Linked DNA regions of Mus musculus: region 1 is linked to region 2. Evidence: chromatin contacts called from public HiChIP or PLAC-seq data. All regions are on one chromosome and are shown on one strand. The core of a region is the stretch at or near the end of the contact, and the rest is flanking DNA. Distances in the headings are between cores, read along the strand shown. Region 1 overlaps Lima1 (LIM domain and actin binding 1). Region 2 overlaps Asic1 (acid-sensing (proton-gated) ion channel 1).

The links. HiChIP or PLAC-seq counts read pairs in DNA pulled down with a chosen protein or histone mark.
Region 1: a contact with region 2 is called in an H3K27ac HiChIP or PLAC-seq map of embryonic stem cells, with 6 times the contacts expected there. The contact joins two enhancer-like sites. A contact is called at or near these places in 1 of 39 promoter capture datasets (hippocampal neurons), 1 of 15 datasets of contacts at CTCF or cohesin (the NIH/3T3 cell line), 1 of 484 Hi-C or Micro-C datasets (nephron progenitors), 2 of 115 datasets of contacts at active chromatin or transcription factors (both in embryonic stem cells) and 2 of 9 other capture datasets (liver and pancreatic islet).

What each region holds. Positions count from the first base shown.
Region 1 is chr15:99,831,637-99,836,758 of GRCm38.p6, reverse strand. All of the region lies in intron 2 of Lima1 (LIM domain and actin binding 1), which reads left to right. Gm17057 (a long non-coding RNA gene) reads right to left here. Exons shown (of 2, transcript XR_384452.3): 2 at 738-2,580. Among named protein-coding and RNA genes, the nearest start is that of Gm17057, 16 kb to the right of the region's middle. Within about 2 kb of position 1,363, at least 66 of the 459 cell types and tissues checked have an H3K27ac peak or open chromatin away from gene starts, as enhancers often do. A contact at or near this core is called in embryonic stem cells, where this site is marked.
Region 2 is chr15:99,676,642-99,681,536 of GRCm38.p6, reverse strand. All of the region lies in intron 3 of Asic1 (acid-sensing (proton-gated) ion channel 1), which reads right to left. Among named protein-coding and RNA genes, the nearest start is that of Asic1, 8.7 kb to the right of the region's middle. Within about 2 kb of position 2,911, at least 65 of the 459 cell types and tissues checked have an H3K27ac peak or open chromatin away from gene starts, as enhancers often do. A contact at or near this core is called in embryonic stem cells, where this site is marked.

The sequences.
Region 1 (5,122 bases), core at 114-2,613, 160 kb before region 2:
AGGCTGAGAGTACAGATTGCTTTTTATAAGACCAGACTTTGGTTCACAGCAGCCTATCAGGTGACACACAGACACCCCTGACTCTAGCACAGAGGACAGCAGGCTCCTTCTAGCCTCTCCAGGCACGCGAGCACGCACACAGTATTATCAATATTAATTGTAAATACAGAAGTGGGGCCAGCCATAAAAATGAAGGGCTGGAGAGATGGCTCAGCGGTTAAGAGCATTAACTGCTCTTCCAAGGGTCATGAGTTCAGATCCCAACAACCATCCATAATGAGATCTGACACCCTCTTCTGGTGTGTCTGAAGGCAGCTACAGTGTACTTATATATAAAATAAGTAAATAAATCTAAGAAAAGGGGCTGGAGAGATGGCTCAGCGGTTAAGAACACTGGCTGCTCTTCCAAAGGTCCTGAGTTCAAATCCCAACAACCACATGGTGGCTCACAGCCATCTGTAATGAGATCTGACGCCCTTTTCTGGTGTGTCTGAAGACAGCTACAGTGTATTTACATATAATAAATAAATAAATCTTTTTTAGAAAATCTTAAAAAAAAAATGAAGGGCTCAGCCTGGATTTCTTTCCTAGGTTTCATATTAAATGGAAACATGCTGCTAATATTACTTTAATACTCACTACATATTCCCAAAGATGGCTATAGGACTATGTTTTTGTTTGTTTGTTTGTGTGACTAAAGAGTTACTTTAAAATAAATAAATAATTAGAGCAGAGCATAGTGTGCACACTTTTAATTTCAACACTTGGGAGGCAGAGGCAGGAGGCGCTCTGTGAGTCTGAGGCCAGCCTGGACTACAGATCGAGTTCCAGGGCAGCCAGAGCTACACAGAGAAACCCTCTCTGGGGCAAGAAAGGGGATTCATCTTATAGTTATGCGTACAGAAGAGTTGTTCCTGGCAACAGAGCCTAAGTCTCAGGCTCTTTATATCTCCACACTTAGCTCTTTATAAATTTATACACTTTTAGATCTCTGCTTTGTAAACCATCGCCCCTGGCATAAGAAAGGTCCTATTAACGGCAGCTTGAAGAGCTTTGGGTTCCCTTCCCTGTGGTTTCAGCATCATATGATTCTTCTCTTGATAAAGGTTAACTGGCAGAGTTTGGTTTCCTGTTTGAATCAATATTTTTGAAGTTAAAGGGAATCTGGCCCTGTTATTTTTGAGTCGTCTTCCCTGAGGTCCTCGGAAGAGCCTCCACTGCCAGTTCTGGAGAGATGGAAGGGCTGAGCCCAGACCCTGCCCTGATGGCGGTTTTGTTTTAGGTTCTGAGTAGATTAGCACTGAGAAGAGCACCCAGCAGCTGACAGAGTTTGAAACCACACCTGCCTAACCTTTGTCCCACTCTGGCCTATAAGGAATTTGTGATTAAAGGTCGGTCACGAGGTTAGTCACATGCTGAGGAACTGGTCAGTCCGGCCCACCGATCCCTCAGCCCCCACCAGTTGTGTCCTCTTCCCCATATCATGGCTCTGGCTGAGCCAGCACCCTTTTACCACTGAATCCCCGTGCTAAAGAGGGTACGGAATTAGGGGTGTGGGGGGGGAGGGGGGCTTATTTAATAACAGCAATGAAAGAGGCTCTCAGACCTTCCTTGATGGCTTCCTCTTTTGCTTCTCTTTGACATTTTTGTGGTGAAATTGTTCTAGAAATAATAAAATAAACCTAACCTTGGGAGTTCCCGTGTTTTCTTCTTTAGGCCCAGAGTTCCTCTCTCTATCCGAAAGCACACAAGCAAGGGTCATCGCTCAGGAACTCTGTTTTCTGGCCTTAGAAATATTTCAGACACTGTGATTATCCTCCAGATAATTTTAGTGTCCTCTGTCAGCTGCCTGCCTCACAGCTGTGGGGAGTGAACAGTTGCAAGATTAGATTCCATATGTGAGGGAGAGGGGATGGGATGGTCATCTGTGGTCCCAGATGACTACCAGAACTCTGGGAAGGGAGTGGCATGAGATTTTAATTATAGAACTCTTTTTTTTTTTTGAGAGCAGGTTTTAATGTGTAGCCCAGGCTGGCCTTGGACACAGATTCTCCTGAGTACCAGAAATTGCATACAGTGCCACCACCCCACACTGGGTCTTGCTTAGAGAATGCCATTGCAAGTGGGTTTTTTTGTTTTTTGTTTTCCCCCTCAACTTGAGTCTTCAAAGTGCCCTTCCCACTTTTCCAAACAAAGTCCGAGGCCTGAATTCTGGCGCTACACTTGAGAGATGGTAAGAAAGTCCAGTGAGGAGCACGTGCCCAGCGCAGGTATGGCCATAGGTTTAATCCTGCACGCTGCAGGAAGGTTGGGTCTCTTGAGCTTCACAGCCTCTGTGGTAGCCTGTGCTACCACACAGAAGAAGGGTCAGTGAAGCCCAGAAGGTGGAGTCTAGCTTGAACCACACAGAGAAACGCCATCTTAAGGAGGAAGAGATGGATCAGTGGTTAAGGACACCAGCTGCTCTTCTAGCAGACACAGGTTCAGTTCCCAACATCCTCTTGGCAGCTGACAACCATCTGTAACTCCAGTCCAAGGGGATCTGATGCCCTCTTCTGGCCTCCTCGGACACCAGGCACCCTAAATGCCAGACAGCATTTAAAAGACAAAAGCAAGCATGATAAGTGCACACTCAGCACTTGGAGGTGGACATAGGCGGAGCCAGCCTGGCCTGCACAGCATGCTGAAGGCCATGAAACCCTATTTCATAAAACAAAACAGAAGCAAACAACCAAAGTATTTGGAATTTCAAGATTTGGACTTCTCTTAGGACAGTGAAGAAAAAGGAGCCTGTGAATATTTATTCAACCAAACTCAGCGTAAGAATAATTCACTGGCTGTGCAGTGATCGAGTCTGGCTCTCTATACTGATTTATTGGTATAATAAACAGAAGATGATTGTCACAGGGTGTGGAAACAAAAGTTCAAGGCCAGGTCTAAGTTCCAGTTTAACTGCAATCTGCTGTGTTTCTCAATTCCTACTAAGGCAGTCTCTTAAGTCCTTTTAGTGCAGTTGGAATGAAATAAATATATATATGTGTGTGTGTATATATATGTATATATGTATGTATATATGTATGTATATATATGTGTGTGTGTGTGTATACACATACATACACACACATATATATGTGTATATGTATATATATATATATTCATACATACATACACACATAGACATTCACCAAAGCACTATTTTCAGTGATGAAAAACTGGAAATAATTTCAAAGACCGTTAAATAACTGAGGTTGAAGTTGATGGTGCTGTTGATCCACTACGGTGTTGTTGCACTACGGTGACGAAGGCAGGAGGATTAGCAAGCACCCTCCAATGCATACCAAGTTTCAAGTGAGCCTGGGCTGCATGAGCAACAGTGGGGAGAAGGAGGTGCTAGCAGTGGTCATGGTGCCAAGTTAGAGTTCTCTTTATCATGGAAGACAACTACCAAGACTAACATCTGTGTCACCAAGTTCCCCTTTGTCCTCCTGTAACCTCTGGCTGTTTCCCACCCTTCCCTTGACATCTCTGCTGGTCCCCTGGTTTTCCTGCCTCTCTGTCCCTTGCCATTCTAACAGCTTCTTCCTCTCCAAGTTGCTAAAGTGTTAAGTCTCCAGTGCTGCGTCTTGTGCATCCTCTTGCACTATCGGTTCTGCAGACAAGGCCTAAACGTTTGTGACTGGCTCTTGCCTCTCTTCAGCACTCAGACGTTTGTGTCTCATGGCTCCTACCTGAACCAACCAGCAAGATGGCTCAGCAGATAAAGGCACTAGCCACCCAGGTTAATGATCCGAGTTTGACCTCCAGCAAGCACATAGTAGATTAAGAATATCAGCACCTGCAGGTTGTCTTGTGACCTCCTCGTGTGTGTGTGTGTGTGTGTGTGTGTGCGCGCATGCACAAATGCATATTAAATGTAATAAGCTGCCACCCACTGGACACTTAACATGGCTGACAATGAACGCTTGGCTTTTCGTGATCTCTGTTCTGGTGAGGGTTACTATTGCTGTGCTAAAACACCATGACCAAAGCAAGCTGGGGAGGAGAGCATTTATTCACTTTACACTTCCACATCACTGAAGGAAGTCAGGACAGGAACTCAAACAAGGCACCATCCTGGAGGCAGGAGCTGACACAGAGGCCGTGGAGGGGTGCTGCTTATTGGCTTGCTCCTCATGGCTTGCTCAGCCTGCTTTCTTATAGGACTACCAGCCCGGGGATGGTCCCACCAACAGTGAGCTGGGCCCTTCCCCATCAATCACTAATTAAGAATATGCTCGACCGGCTTGCCCACAGCTAAATCTTATAGGAGCATTTTCTCATTGGCAGTCCCTTCTCTGAGATAACCCTAGCTTAGGTCAAGTTGACAAAGTTATCCAACCCAGTTACCAAAGGTGCTTCCTTCAGAATTTGCCTTCCCAGTGAACATTATTTCCATTGATTTATTTTAGAAGCCTGAGAGTGTTTGACAGCCCAGGTTAGTCTCAAAGTCATTCTGTAGGCCTTGAACTTCTGATGCTCCTGCCCCCACCTCCACAGTACTGGAGTTACAGGTATATGCCACCATGCTCGGCTGATGTGATGCTGGGAGCCAAGCAGGGTTTCGTGCTCATCAGGCAAGCACTCTGAGCTATTCTCCCTGCGCTCCTTAGGCTCTTCTGGTTTGGTTTGGTTTGGTTTGGTTTGGTTTGGTTTGGTTTTTGTTTTTGAGACATGGTTTCTCAGTGTAGCCCTAGCTGGCCTGGAACTCCATCTGTGTAGCCAGGCCGGCCTCCAACTCACTGAGATCCTCCTACCTCTGCCTCCTGATTGCTGGAATTAAAGGCATAGTTTGGCTCTTTTATTTTATTTTATTTTTTAACAAAACAAAACCAGGTTTGTTGAACATGCTGTAGAGTGGGGCAGTTCAGCCTACTGTCTGGTACCACTATTGTGCGCTGTGTGAAGTTTACTCTAGTGCTATTCAAATGCTCTTTTCTCTATCCCACCATCTGGTTTCTATCTGGACGCGCTGCAAGACTCTCCTATCTCCAGTTTGTGTAAACAATGCTCACCATTTATTCTCTGCCTTGTCAATCAAAACTGGAGAAGCCAATAACAAGGCAACAAGGAGAATAGGTGGGAC
Region 2 (4,895 bases), core at 1,662-4,161:
ATTTGGGAGGCAGAAGCAGGCGGATCTTGTGAGTTCCAGGCCAGCCTGGTCACAGAGCAAGTTCCAGCCAGTTAGAGCTACTCGAGGAAACCCTCTTAGCTCTTCCCATAACAACAGTAAGAAATAGAATAACTAAAAACAGCCATCTAGAGATTGAGCTCACTCGAGAGGGATGGGATTCCTGGGGTCACTTCTGCACCCTTTCCTTCCCCTCCCTACCTCACCACATTGCTTCTCCTCAGAGCACATGTAGTCCCAGAGCCCAGAGCAGCTTGGTCTGCCACACACGGTCCTGTGCCCAAAGCCTGAAGAGGCTGGGCGTGGAAGATCCAAAGTCAAAGCCTTAGACCGTCATGATCTCAGGCAAACTACGTAACATCCCGACCCTCGGTGTCCTGGTCTTTCCAGTGGTGATATTTATTAAGCTTCCTTCAGACACATAATTGAAGCTTGAATGAGCACAGATAAAGGGGATTTTATAATCTCAAAGCAAGACTGAAATTCACTGCCATGGACTCCTTCCTCATGCAACAACAAGTGTGTCCACACAGAAGCTCCTCTCACAGCACACACACACAGCTGTGTGCGCCCCGTGCACAACCACACATGTCCATTCCACACACTACATCCGAATTCTCCTCCAGACATGGGATGGAGAGGCACACATGCATTGGGTGTACCACGAGAAGTCTGGGTTGGCTACAGCCCAGGCCACTGCAGCCAACATCTCCTTTAGGGATGTTCTTTGCCTGGCATGCTGAGGGGCACACCAATTAGAGAGACACCATACTGAACAGCAAAACCTAACCTCCCGGTCCAATGAGACAGTCAGTTGATGGATGGTGGGGGTGGGAAAAAGTTTTCTTTCTTAGAACTCATAGGATCTTAAAAGGTCTTAACTGGGGCTGGAGGGATGGCTCAACGGTTAAGAGCACTGACTGCTCTTCCAGAGGTCCTGAGTTCAATTCCCAGCAACCACATGGTGGCTCACAGCCATCTCTAATGGGATCTTCTCTCTCTCTCTCTCCTCTTCTCTTCCCCTCCCTCTCTTATCTCTCTCATCTCCCAGGGCTCTGTTAATGACCAGCAAGCATACCACTCAGTTACATCTCCAGCCAGCAGCCCTAGGTCTTACAACTTCTTAAGAGAATTCAATAGTTTCACTATAACTTAAAAGTATCCCTCAGGGCTAGGCATGGCAGCCTAGTCCTCTAATCCCAGCACTGAGGAGAGGCAGGCAGTTACCTGAGTTTGAGGCCAGCCTGGTCTACAGAGCAAGTTCTAGAACAACCAGGGCTACACAGAGAAACCCTGTGTACTGGCTAGTTTTGTGTGTCAACTTGACACAGCTGGAGTTATCACAGAGAAAGGAGCTTCAGTTGAGGAAATACCTCTATGAGATCCAGCTGTAAGGCATTTTCTCAATTAGTGGGAGGTCCATTGTGGGTGGGACCATCTCTGGGCTGGTAGTCTTGGTTCTATAAGAGAGCAGGCTGAGCAAGCCAGGGGAAGCAAGCCAGTAAGTAACATCCCTCCATGGCCTCTGCATCAGCTCCTGCTTCCTGACCTGCTTGAGTTCCAGCCCTGACTTCCTTTGGTGATGAACAGCAATGTGGAAATGTAAGCTGAATAAACCTTTTCCTCACCAACTTGCTTCTTGGTCAGGATGTTTGTTCAGGAATAGAAACCCTGACTAAGACACACTATCTTAAAAAAAACAAAAACAAAAACAAACAAACAAACAAAAACACCAAAAACAAAACAAAGGATGTCCACGTCTGCACATGGGTTAAATACAGACCTAGCCTTGGCTGAAGTATCTCAGTGGCTTTTTATCCCAGGAGCAGGGGATAAAGTTGCCCCTTGACAACACTTCAGCACCACCCATCTCCTCACAGTAACTGGGACTAGAAACGGGGAAAGGAGTCTGGTGGAAATCTACCTCACATGTAGCCCTCCAGCCCTGCTAGGTACACCTTGCGGTGGCCTTCCCTGCCCTGCTGTGGCCTTCCCTGCCCTGCGGTGGCCTTCCCTGCCCTGCTGTGGCCTTCCCTGCCCTGCTGTGGCCTTCCCTGCCCTGCCTTTCAGATTGCCCACCCAAGAGGATATGGTCTCAACCAGAAGGTAGCAAGCCTTGGCTGTCACAGCTCAGAGCAAAACCACTCAGTTTGGCTGGCTAATGGCTAAAGGCTCCAGAGAACTGTCATCTGTGCCTGGGGGCGGTGGGAGCAAGCATTCTGTAACCCTGGGGGTTTTGGAGTAGCCAGCTGAGGAGGTGGGTGGGAGGATTCTACCCTGATCTCGCTAGGTCCCCTAAGGCTAGGAGTGAAGTCTAGATTCAGCTGCCACACCTTAGCCGCAGGGCAGGAGCTGGCATTTGGAAGTGACTGTCTGAGGGGAGTGAATGGCGGAACTTGTCACCCTCTTCCTCACCCCCAATCTCCGGTTGTCCACCGGAGGAATATGGCGATATCCCCACCCCTCCCCTCCATAATCACAATTGCTCTCCACAAAGTTGAAGCCATGCAGGAGTGACCTGTACCTATAACAGAATGTCCCCAACCAGTCTGTTAGCATTCTGCCTCCAGAACACAGTGGGGTGTAGCACCCATCACCCAGCAAGCTGTCCACCGGCTGCAGCTGGGCATTAGATAGACATCCACTCCTCAGAGCCCTTACTTCCGACTCTGCCCCCAGAGGCACTTAGTTACTTACATCAATTCCCTATTACTTTAGGCAAGAGCAGAGAGATCAATTAGCTTAGAGTAGCCTCTTAGCTGATAGCAGTCTGGGAGGAGTAGCCAGGGTGGGGGAGGGGTGAGAGAGGGAGAGAGCTAAGTTACCCAAAGATCTATGCAGGGAAAAGAGGGGGAAGGCACAGCAAGAGACCCGTCCCCAGGGTCTCTGGGTTCCTGATTGGCTCTGCCTAGCTCCTCCCCCACCCTGCATCTTGGCTCCCGTACTTGCCAGGGAAGAGAGCAGGATGGGGCGTGTCCGGATTCCTTTACTCTTTTAAAGTGTGCTTGTTTATCCTGCCCACACTCCTTTGGGTGGGGTCATCAGGATCTCTCTCTCTCTCTCTCTCTCTCTCTCTCTCTCTTTCTCTCTCTCTCCTTCTCCTCACCACTCCCACTCTAGTTGAAGGGAATAAATCTACTTGGGGACTGGAGAGTTGGCTCAGCAGTACCGGTTGCTCTTACAGAGGTCCTGAGTTCAATTCCAAGCAACCACATGGTAGCTCACAACCATCTGTAATGAGATCTGGCGCGCCCTCTTCTGGTGAGTCTGAAGACAGCGACAGCGTACTCACAGAGAGAGAGAGAAAACCACTTGGATCATGTCCCCTAAGGACGTTTCTGAGCTTCTGTGGGGTGCAGTGAGAATGAGGAGTGTCCGAGGTCCAAGAATTGGCGTTCCCGGGCTCTTATTACTTGTTTTATTTTATTTTTTAAAGATTTATTTATTATTATACCTAAGTACACTGTAGCTGTCTTCACACACACCAGAAGAGGGCGTCAGATCTCATTACAGATGGTTGTGAGCCACCATGTAGTTGCTGGGAATTGAACTCAGAACCTTTGGAAGAACAGTCAGTGCTCTTAACCACTGAGCCATCTCTCCAGCCCCGTTTTAAAATTTTTACTTATTAAATCGTGATTTACTTATTTTTAAAATGTATGCTTTTTGTCGCTGGACCTAATACCTCCCTCTTGCCAACCAAGTGTTCCATCACTCTGCTATGCCGCCACTAGGCCTCTGGTGGCTTTGGATGACCTCTTTGTCCCCAGTCTGAGCTCTGGGATCTCACCTCCTCTTAGATTAGCACCTCCCTCCCCTCGGTGTTCCAGAATATTCTTGTCTCCCTTCAGAACCCTGAGGAAGGCCTGTCCCCTTCTAGGCCTACCTCCTTCACTCCTCCCCTTTATTAGAGGGTTGTCCCTGCTTCAGGATCTAGAGTGATCTTGTGGGCACTCCACAGATTCCTGCCCTGTGTGTCTAGCCCTATTTAAGATTACCGCTCCTACCGCACCCCTACCTCATCCCTACCTCTAGGACACCCACTGTCTGTTTCTTCTTTCTCTCCCAAGGCCCACACATGAATCCCTGCTTCTTTCTCCCTAGGCAAAGGCTCCGGGTCTCAGCTGGAGGGGCTGGCATTGGGCGGATTGGGCAACCATCTGCAGGCCCCCTCCCTCCTCCCGTCGGTGCCGCTCAGCATTCCAGCCACATCCTGCTCCCACTGCCAGGGATGGATAAGGTGCAGCTGGAGGCTGCCACCAGCTGTGACTGTGCTCACTCCCCAGCCCCCGCCCAGGGACTAGCAGCAGCTGAGTCCCCCAGCCCCCCACCCACACGGAACCCCCTGCCCTGCCTTGGCCTGGCTGCCCTTAAGGTGGGGAAGGAGATGGGAGCTTCAGACTTTGTTGCTCTGGCAACCGAGCACCCCACTGGGAAGGAAGGGAGCCGGCCAGGAAAGAAGATGGCCTTGTCTTGGGCCTTCCTTGCTTTCTTGGCTGCTCAGAAGGGAGCTACTGATATCTACCCAACTGGATTGCCTAGGGATAGCCCCTAGTGCTATTTGGGACTTTCTCAATCCCAAATGATTTTCAAAATAATTTCTCCCAACTTGGTTCAGGCCCTACTCTGCCCCTATCCTCCCAGGCCTCACATTGTGACCAGCAATCCACTTGCTGGGGGGGGGGGGGAGGCTTATGGGGGAGCTGGGCTCTTTGGGCACAAGAGTAGCCTTGCGCTGTGTGCCTTCCTGAACAGTCCTCATGAACAGAGCATTTGCTGTTCATGTGAAGCCTGCCTTTGGAAAACACACAAAGAGGTCCACATATGCCCATGCACACAGTATCCACAAACACAGAGCAAAGGCTTGGCCCTCCATT